Regions from separate parts of the Pan troglodytes genome. Here region 2 is linked to region 1. The links are chromatin contacts, called in public Hi-C maps. All regions are on one chromosome and are shown on one strand. Each heading gives the region's core, a stretch centred on a gene start, on an enhancer-like site or on the middle of the called end of the contact. The rest is flanking DNA. Distances are from core to core; before and after follow the strand shown. Region 1 overlaps HDAC4 (histone deacetylase 4). Region 2 holds the start of HDAC4 (histone deacetylase 4).

Region 1 (4,983 bases), core at 1,161-3,660:
ACTACCTTGTTCACTAGATGTGGTGTCGAGTAATCCTCAAGTTCCAATTCCCCTTCGATGGCTGAAGGCATATTACCTCTTAAGAATTTCAAAAGGTTATTTTTCAAGGTCTGTTCATCCCCATGCCCCCTTCTCCAGTCCTTCCCAATATCTCATCCCTACCCGCCCCTAAACCTTCAGATAGTTCTGTTTTTCTCTGATGCTGTTTGCTTTTTGCCACCTGGAGACAAGTCACTTCTGATTTCTGCTCTCCTTCCCCTCAGATCTGTGAACTCCCATGAGCAGTAACGTCAGGTTTCTCTGGAAACACTGCGGGGCCAAGAACACCATCTTTCACGTGGCGTACACAGCCTGTATTTGCACCCCATTCACTTTCCTCCTAACTCTCACAGTGACAGCTCCCTCCTGCCATCCCGTTCCGGCTCAGTATTGACAGAGGCCAGTGAAAGATCAGGTCCTGGGCTCAGCTGAGTTGCTCCAAGGCCTGGGAGCCTGGCAGACATGGGGGCAGCACAGTCTTCCTGTCTCCCAACGGCCACATGGCCTCCAGCAGGCTGCTCCTTACCTGGTGTCCCGGGGCTGCTTGGTCCTGGGCCAGGGCGCAGGCAGCAAGGGCAAGTGTCTGGCGTAGCGTCTCGCACACAGGAGGGGTCTGTGTTCTCTTGCACTCTTGCTTCCTGGTGCCCTCTGGTGTGCCTGGCCCCAGGTTCGTGGCTCTGCCCTTCCTGCAGCTCAACCACCGTCCCTTCCACCTTCCCATCCCTTTGTGGCAGTGTCCCTAGGAGCGGCTGTCTCAAGTGAAACCCAGCCCAGCTGATGCTGGGAAGCGTAACAACAGGAGGGCTTGAATTGCGTTGAAAATGTGTCTTGAGAGGATGCCTGGTGGATGGAAGCAGCTGGGAGACCTAGCAGAGGGCCCGGGCCACCCTGCAGTGGCAGCTGCTGGACGTGCAGTCCGCTGGACCTGATCTGCAGGGCGATGACTCTCGTGAAGCTGCTGAGTCAGTCACATTTGCCTTCAGAGGGCCCTTCTGGCTTTTAATGGTGTTAGCCCTCTGAGGCTTGCTTGCTCATTTCACCAGGCAGAGACTATGTTCCTCCGCACCCGAGGCATGCCCTCCTGTCCTGGAGCTCCAGGGCTGCCTCCCGCTCCTTCCGCTTGTCTTTGGAGGGCCTGTCTTCCCTTCTCTCTGTCTGCATTTCCCCAGGGTGCTTGTCTGTCTGTCCAGGCTCTGCCTTCTGTGACGACAGTCTTCCTGGCCTTTCTGGTGAGCACGGTATCTGCCATCTGTAGCAGAGGGCACTGAGGCTGGCGGGACCTGCAGGGGCACGCAGGGTGCTGGCCGCTGGGGGCTGCCCGGTCCCACTTGGCATGGTGTCCAGCAGGCTGCTTGGCCCCTGTGACCTCACTGGGAGGGCCCAATGCTGCCTGCCCTGCCCCCATGCTGGGGCAGGAAGACCAGGACACCTCACGTGTAGCTGGCCAGCTTCCACTGGTCCGCAGTTTTCAGTGCTGTTCCATCTCCTTCTCCAGAGGGTAGTAGTCCCTGGGCTCTGCCAGCCACGTGGGGTAAGCGGTGGTTGGGGCCCTGCGCTCCCTGAGCAGATAGTTCATTCTCCTTCACCTCCAGTCCTGGTGCCACCAGCCCCTGTGCCCCGGAGGGCTGTGTGACCGAGACTGGTCTGCCCCTCCCTTGGCCCACCCTGGCTGATGGGTCAGCTTTGCTGTCTCTGATACCTTATTCACCCAGATCCTTTCTGACTTCCAGCATTTTGTGGCTGCTCTCTCATCTCCTGTGTGTGTGTTGTGTTGGTGTGTCTTTCTAAACAATCCACACACTGTTTTAGCAGAATCTTGGAGGGAGCCTGACAACGTGATTGTGTTCACTCCGTTATTTTTGACCAGAAATGCCCTGTGGCTCTGAAATGCCACCCTGTGGCTGGCAGGTGGGACCGTGCCTCCCCACGCGGCCCAGGACACTGCTGCCTGCCAGCCCCGCCCGTGAGCCTGCCGGCCTCACTTTCCAACTGGTTCTTTCCCTGTCCGCAGTGCCTGAGGCAGAAAGATAGAAAGTTTCTCCATCCTGGGTGGACGTTAGATTGTTTGGGTTATCTACATTTATCACACCCCCCCATTACATTTTACATTGTTGTTGTTGCTATCGACCCAAAGATTTCTGAAGAGCTTACTGTCTGCCCTTAGCAAGGAACACGGGTGGTAAGAAAGCAGACGGTTATTGGTTGGGGCGTCGTGGAGAATTGGGGGTGCTGTCTGAGAAATATCCTCTGGGTGCTTCTAAAACCGTCCACACATCCACAGCAAATCTGGATGGGGTGGAGCTGGTGACTGGTTGTTTCTCTACTTTAGAGGGAGAGAGAAAGCTATGTGGCAGTCCCAGCAGTGCCCCTCAACCGTGTTGATACAGAATACAGAGAAATCTCACTGAGTATCTCTCGGGGAGGATTCCACAGTTCTAAGTGATGATTGGTTGGAAGAAAGGATTTTTTTTTCCACTGAGAATTTGGTTTGGTTTGTGTATTCGGAGTGTCACTGGTGGCCGAAGGTATTATCCAGGAATGAATTTTTGCATCATGACATCATTTCTGGTTAAAGGGCTTTTTATCTTTTTTCTTTTATTACCAGCTTTGTGTGCTTTAAGGCTGTGGACTGTAAAATGTATCCAGAGGGCCTGCGGAGCCCCTCAGTGGCATCTGGAAGCCTGTGCTGCCAGGACGAGGGAGATGGCTCTTTGCCGACCCTTGTCTGTGTTAGGGTGTCGCGGTGCAGCTGAAAGGGAGTTCCTTCTCAGCAGCCACATTTGACCCTAATGTCATGTTTTCGCCGTACCAACACCATGTCCCCTACCAGAAGAACCTGCCCATCTTTTAAGGAAGGTTTCCATTTCTGGACCTCACAGCAAGATGCACACACTGTCACGCGTGATGCAGAACCAAACTCAGGCCCTCTGTGTTTCCAACGAGGGGCTCCGAGGGGCCGTCAGAGCCAGGTGTCTGACCAGGTGAGGGAGGACTGGAGGTGTCCCTTGGGTAGCAGGTACGTGGCCACGGGCGAGGGGAAGAAATTGAAGGCGGTTTAGTCAGGCGCCTGAGGAAGGGGCTGGCACTTCTTTCAGTTCTACAGCCGTCAGCCGAGCACCCAGCCCTGCGTGGGCCTTCCTGGGCGGGCCTGCCCTCCCCTGCGGACCTGCCTTCCCCGCCTTCCTGGCTTCCCTCTCCTGCTCTTGAGCCCAGCCAGGCTCCACCCCTCCATCCAGGTGTTTCTCATTCCCCCCTGGGGTGGGGGCACCCTTCAGGCGGTGGGAGTCCAGCTATGCTTTACTCTCCCGCAGACCGGCTTCTGCCTTCGTGGATCTGCTCTTGTGGGTGTGTTCTCTGTTTTATTAATTCCTGTTTTAATAGCTGTTCTCCTTTCTCTGCATTTATTCGGATATGCTTGTTCTTTTAGGTTGAACATTTCACTTGTTAATTTTTAGCCCTTCTTCCTTTCGGATGGAGGCATTCAGGGTTCTGTGCAGTGCTTCCCTTGGGGTTCAAATGAGGCTGCTTTGGATAAGTTCTAATTTGTATTATTTAATTTGTAAAGCATATTACATTAACACTTCATAAAGTCTTGGTGTTTCTCAAGAGAGTTATTTTGAAATTTGCTTTATGGTTCCTTTTTTATTTGAAAAAATGAAATATTTAGAAGTGTTTTTTGTTTCCCGAAAGTCTGAATTTTCCAAGTCATCTTTTTTGTTATTCATTTCTAATTTACTCCATTCTGGTTAGAAATTACCCAGCCGTTGAATTTTACTGAGACTTGCTTTGTGGTCAGTTTTTATGAATCTTTAATATATGTGTGAGAAGATTTTGAATTCTCTAGTAATTGGGTGCTGGATTCTAAATATGCTCATTAATTTCAGCTTATTGATTGTAAATTACCTACAATATTAGAACATGTGAGAGGCGAGAATCGCTGTGGAGGAGAGTGAGCAGTCAAGGACTGGGGATTCAGGAGGGTGGATTTCTGCGTTCAACTCATTCATTCATTCACTCATTCATATTGATTGGGCCTTCTAATGCCATCCCCTGCCCTTGGCATATGGGATACGTGTATTTATGATTGACACAGAGACCCCTATTTCATGGTGCTCATGTTACCCTGGGAGGAAGAGAGGAAACTAGTAAAGGCAATGAGTAAACAGTAGAGCAGGGAAGGCAGAGCGGGGCTCGGGAGTGGAGGGGCTGCGATTTTACACCCGCTGGTGAGGGCAGGCCTCCTTAGAAGGTGAGCAGACATTTGCAGGCCGAAGACCTGGTCAGGAGAAGAGAGAGTGGGCGGTGCGGGAGACGTAAAAGGCCGGGTTAATCAATTAGGCATGGCTTTGAGTGACATGGAGGCTCCTGGAGGTTCTGAGCAGAGAAGCGACACCACGTGACGTATGCCACAGAGAATGCAGTGGCCACGTGGGACAGGCATCGGAGGAGCAGGGAGACCCACCAGGGTCTGGGAGCAACCCAGGCAGTGGATGGGGCTCAGTCCGGGTAGGTGGAGTGGGAATGTAGAAAATGGTACAAATTCTAGAGATATCTGACGTAGATGGGATTTCCTTAGCCTGCAGATGGGCTGTGCAGGAAACAGAAGAGTCGAGGGTGACCTCAGGATTTTTGGCTTTAAGCACTGCTGATGGAGTTGCATGAATTCATGGGGAATGTGGGTGGAGTGGACCCTGCGCTGGCATGAGGATTCGTATGGATCTGTGCAGTGCTTTCAAAGGCACCCAGTTTGGAACACTGAGTGGTAGGCGTTGGCGAGCCTGAGCTGAACGTGGGAGGGGCCTGTGCTGGGCATTCATAGCAGAAAGATACATGGACATGAACTCTCCCGGGCAGTGGATCTCCTCCGTGCAAGGTCCACAAAGTAGACTTTGTTTCTTTTCCCTTTTTTTTTTTTTTAAACAATGTTTGCTTAGTGCTAGCATG
Region 2 (4,983 bases), core at 1,306-3,805, 170 kb before region 1:
CCCCTATGCGATCTACACCCCAGACAGAAAGTGTATTATCTCCATTGCCCAGGAAGGTTCTCGTGTCCTTCCCAGTCCACCCTCTGTAGGCCCCCAATCTGGAGAGAACTGTTCTGATCTCTACCCCATATTTGGCTGAATTTCATATTAACAGTCATACAGTGTAAACCCTTTTGTATCTGACATCTTTTATGATGTTCTTGACGTTCAACCGTCTATAACAGTTCATTCTTTTTTATTGCTAATATTCCCTTGTATTTTGCAGTTGGGGTTTATCCATTTTCCCACTGATTGCACACTAAATTTTAATTACAACATACCTAAATTCTCAATTATTTCCCTTTATGACTGTTGACAATATTCTTTATATTCCACAACCCTATAGAGATGTCCAGAGTTTTTCCTTAGTACTTTTTTTAAAAACTTAAGTCTTTACTCCATTTGATGAATAAAGATTTCAACTTTAATCTCTTCTCTTCAAATGATTAGCAGGTACCCTACCATATTGCTTTCTCACTGATTTGAAAAGCCACTTTCATTATATTTTAAATCCCTACAGGGGTGGTATTAAAACTAGTCAAGAGTTGGTGAGGCACAGGCACTGACCAGCCTACAAAGCTGCCCATTAAGAACAGCTGGAGCACACTGATCATACACATATCGGCTGGGTATCAGCCTGGAGTCAGTACATTTGCTTGGGGCCATTCCTTTACTTTCTATTATTTTGCATTGATCTGGGCCAATATCACGTTGTTTTCATTTCGGAGCCCACATAACATGTTTTTATTTTCTGGGAGCACAGTTTCTCCCTCATTACTCTTCTTTTTGACTGCTCTCAAATCTTCATTCTTCCAGATGAACTATTTAACGATTTTCACAATTCTCAGGAAGTTCTGTTGGAACTTAGTGTTACATTTAGGTACTTAAAATGTTTTTGCTAATTGAGAATGTTTCATATTTTCTAACACATATGTAAGTGCTTAGCACAAAGCTCACCACATACTGAATATGCAACAATTATTTAATTACCGATTGAATGTTGTCAGTTATCTGAAAGTTACTGTTATTTGTATATAATTGGCCAGCTTGCCGATCGTAGCCAGTCTAGGAGTTCTACCATTTTATTGGATCTACCAACCCTAGATTTTAAAATTTGAGTCTTTGATGCTGGTTTCTTTCAACTGTGAGAACACGGAGATTCCTTTGAGTGTGATTCATTTGACTCTGTCAAATACCTGCATGTGAAGTCCCAAGCGAATGCTCCCAGGCATTGGGGTTGTCACCCCACCTTTCTCCTTATACACAGCTCACAGGATAGCGTGTTTGCTTTCACTGCACACTATCGTACTGAATTGCTCTGCACTGGCTGTGCACCGGTCTCCTTCAGACAGCCCCTCTGACACATAATGGCAGACACAGCCACCCAGGCCAAGTTTCTCTTTTCCAGACATGGCGAGTGAGGTTCTTGCACCATCCACCCAACGTCTGCGTGGTGCCTCACTCTGCTGGAGTGCCTCTCAGGACTCCTGTGAGGTCTAAATGGCACGCAGCAATGGGGCTACCCATTCCTTCTAATGGAAATCTACTTTTTAAAAATTACCTCTGCAAGCATTAGATCCCAGAGCTCGTTTCACGTGACTTTTTGCGCAGGCACTTCTCTTTGTACGTGAAAAACTAACTTTGGTAGACTTACAGGCAGGTTTTAATATTTTCTCGTGATTGTATGTTTTTGAGAATCCTGTCAAATGATATTGAATCTTATCTAGATGTTAGCTAGCTACAGACCCTGTTTCATTCTACATGAAAATTAGATAGTGCACCGTTTCCATCAGCAGCCAAGTCTCCAAAACCCCGTAATTGCTCTCCTTTTCTTCAGCTGTATCTTGTTTTAAAGTTCTCTAATTCACCATTCCTCTCCTTCAAAGTTCAGCCTAAGCATTTCTTGCAATGACCAAAGTTTTCTAATTATTAACGAGATATTTAAGGAAATGTAAAATTGGCATTTTTATTTTGCTAACTGTATTTTTATCCACATAACTAGTTTCCCCCACCAAGAATCACAGGTCGAGAATGCTGTAAAAACGGATCCTTTCTCAGCTCCTAAAAGGAATGGCCTACAATCGAAGCGAACGCGCATCTCCGCCAGGTCCGCAACCACGGGCCCACGCCGTCGGGCCCCACGAACCGGCGCGCGCTGTCAAAGGCGCTTCCTCCCTGGAACGCGGGATTCCGAGGACAGTGTGTGCACTCAAGTTGAAAAGTTGTCATACTCCTGTTGGAAAGAAACGGAAACATCACCACCAGGAGGGTGGCCACTAAAGACCCTCGCCGACACCTGCTGGCAACCAAAGGCGCTTCCGGGGATCTACGGGCCGACCTTTAACTCAACACAAGCCTCCCAAGCCCTGCGGCCTTAAAACAACGCCCACCCGGGCGGTGCGCCGTTCCCGCCACCTCCACGCCTGCCTGGACCCGGACTCGAGACCCTGGCGGCGGGCCGGGCTCCCTCCGCCTGAGCAGGGACGCGGCGAGCGCATCCCACGACCCTCGGCAGCCGTTGCAGGCCTGGCGGACCTACACCCCACACCCTCACGGCTGCGTTCCCGCCGCGGGGCAGGGCGAGGCCCACGGCGCCTGCGCACTCAGTGACCGGGCCGCCCTGCGCCTCAGTGCGCACGCAGCACCACGTGACCCACTACCAGTATCCAAGATGGACGCCGCGGCGAGGCCTGGCCGGCTCCCCGCCTTAGCCTGCACCCCATTGTGTGCCCTCTAAGCGCGAATTAGGCTCGCAGACACGCGGTGCTGACCGCTAGGCAGCCATGCGGGCTACCGAGTGCGACTGGACACGGCCGGGGCCCGTGTTTACGGTCACTACTGGCCCCCGGTCCCTGCGCCTCCTCAACCGCGAAGCACCCAGCGGCTGGCGCCTGGAGCGTCTTTTGGTACGCCCCACCCTCTAGAATTGGCAGCTCCAGCAGCCAATGAGGTCCAGGACGCGTGCGGGGAGGCGGGCAGGGGTGGAGCCTCTCTGCCGCTCATAGGGCATCCGGCCCCGCGGTTGGGCAGCCGCTGGGCGAGGGGTGGGAGCAGACGGGCTGTGCGCAGGTTTCAGCGGGCCAATGGAAGGCCGGCCAGGCGCCCGGGGCGGGCGGGCGGGAGGCGGGGCCGAGCCGTAATTGACGAGCTCTTCATTAGAAACCAGGCGGGAGGGCGGGGCCCGCAAGGGGAGGTGACGCAAGACTGCCGCAGCCAATGGTTGGCGAGCCGCCGGCTGGCTGGGCGGGGCCGGGCCGGCTGACGGGCGTGCGGGGTGGCCTATCGCCGCCTGGCTCGACGCTGGAGGGGGGAGAAGCATCATGGTTCAACGTGGGTCAATTTTTTGTGAATGAGGAGGGGAGGTTGTGGGGCCGCCGCCGCGGAGCACCGTCCCCGCCGCCGCCCGAGCCCGAGCCCGAGCCCGCGCACCCGCCCGCGCCGCCGCCGCCGCCGCCCGAACAGCCTCCCAGCCTGGGCCCCCGGCGGCGCCGTGGCCGCGTCCCGGCTGTCGCCGCCCGAGCCCGAGCCCGCGCGCCGGCGGGTGGCGGCGCAGGCTGAGGAGATGCGGCGCGGAGCGCCGGAGCAGGGCTAGAGCCGGCCGCCGCCGCCCGCCGCGGTAAGCGCAGCCCCGGCCCGGCGCCCGCGGGCCATTGTCCGCCGCCCGCCCCGCGCCCCGCGCAGCCTGCAGGCCTTGGAGCCCGCGGCAGGTGGACGCCGCCGGTCCACACCCGCCCCGCGCGCGGCCGTGGGAGGCGGGGGCCAGCGCTGGCCGCGCGCCGTGGGACCCGCCGGTCCCCAGGGCCGCCCGGCCCCTTCTGGACCTTTCCACCCGCGCCGCGAGGCGGCTTCGCCCGCCGGGGCGGGGGCGCGGGGGTGGGCACGGCAGGCAGCGGCGCCGTCTCCCGGTGCGGGGCCCGCGCCCCCCGAGCAGGTGGGCTCCGGGCCGCCGGGAGTGAGGGCGGGGGCGGGCGGGCGCCGGGGCCGGCCGGGCGCCGTTTATGTAACTTTGTCAAATGCTGTGAGTTTGCAGAAAAACGTCCCTGCCGGGGGTCCGCGGCCCCGCGCTTGTCGTCGCCGCTGCGAGCGCCCGGGGGGTCGCGGGAGGGCGGGGGGCTGCCCGGGACCCGCTCGGCTCAGCCCGCAGGGCGCCAGCAGGCCGAGACGGGGCCCTGTCCCGCTCGGGGGTGGGATCCGCGTTTGCCGGCGTTGCGAAAACACACCACGGAATCATAAGCAAATTATCTCGTATTTACATTGAGCGTTGAATTATTTGACACTGTTATAGCAGGAGACCGTGCGTATCAGTTGGAAAGGCCGGGGGTGGAACCCAGTGTACTCATTTAATGCACATCAAAAATTTGTAATAACTTGAGGCAGCTGATATGAGTGTTTTCTTTATTGCATGTTGTAAATTGACCTGCTGTGACACAATTTTCAAATAAAGCGTTGCAGAAATTAAACTTAAGTTATTTTAAAACTAATGACTTTCTTAACTAAATCCTAATTGCATGACTGTAGAGACCTACCTAATTACTTGCTGAGAGCAGTTCTGCTTGCTCTCCGTGAGGGAGGAAAGGGCCTGTGCAGTCACTTTGCCGCCCCGTTTTTCTCTGTTCAGGCTTTTCTGTTTATTCCCACAAATCACCGAAGCAGTTAAGGCCTGGGAGTAAGCCTGTAAACAGTCCTGGCCCAGCGCCAGCCCAGCAGGACTAGGGGGATACTGGCAGGTTTGCACCTTGACCTGGTTTCACTTTTTCTTTTGTAATATGATCGTAGTTGCCTGGAGTTTTAATTGCTTCTGATAATTCTGTGCATTATTTTCGGGACTGTCCAAGGAAGGCTGGTGTGGTGGTTTCAGGACCTAGCCAGGAAAGGTGGTGGTGGTGGCTGGGGAGAGGGAGGGTGGAAGGGAGGGAGATCGAATTAAGAAAACTCAGCTGCTTG

What was found. A called contact is a pair of places that touch in the nucleus more often than the background predicts.
Region 2: a Hi-C map of stem cell-derived neural progenitor cells shows a contact between it and region 1, with 3 times the contacts expected there. The contact joins the promoter of HDAC4 here to the enhancer-like site in region 1. A contact is called at or near these places in 1 of 7 Hi-C or Micro-C datasets (stem cell-derived neural progenitor cells) and 1 of 1 datasets of contacts at active chromatin or transcription factors (stem cell-derived excitatory neurons).

What each region holds. Positions count from the first base shown.
Region 1 is chr13:141,419,913-141,424,895 of NHGRI_mPanTro3-v2.0_pri, reverse strand. The region is part of intron 3 of HDAC4 (histone deacetylase 4); the gene reads left to right. Among named protein-coding and RNA genes, the nearest start is that of HDAC4, 170 kb to the left of the region's middle. Within about 2 kb of position 2,410, at least 9 of the 24 cell types and tissues checked have an H3K27ac peak or open chromatin away from gene starts, as enhancers often do. A contact at or near this core is called in stem cell-derived neural progenitor cells, where this site is marked.
Region 2 is chr13:141,594,441-141,599,423 of NHGRI_mPanTro3-v2.0_pri, reverse strand. It overlaps HDAC4 (histone deacetylase 4), which reads left to right and starts at 2,555. Exons shown (of 27, transcript XM_054679623.2): 1 at 2,555-2,945. LOC104005435 (a long non-coding RNA gene) reads right to left here and starts at 2,507. Exons shown (of 2, transcript XR_010149964.1): 1 at 2,378-2,507; 2 at 1,980-2,272.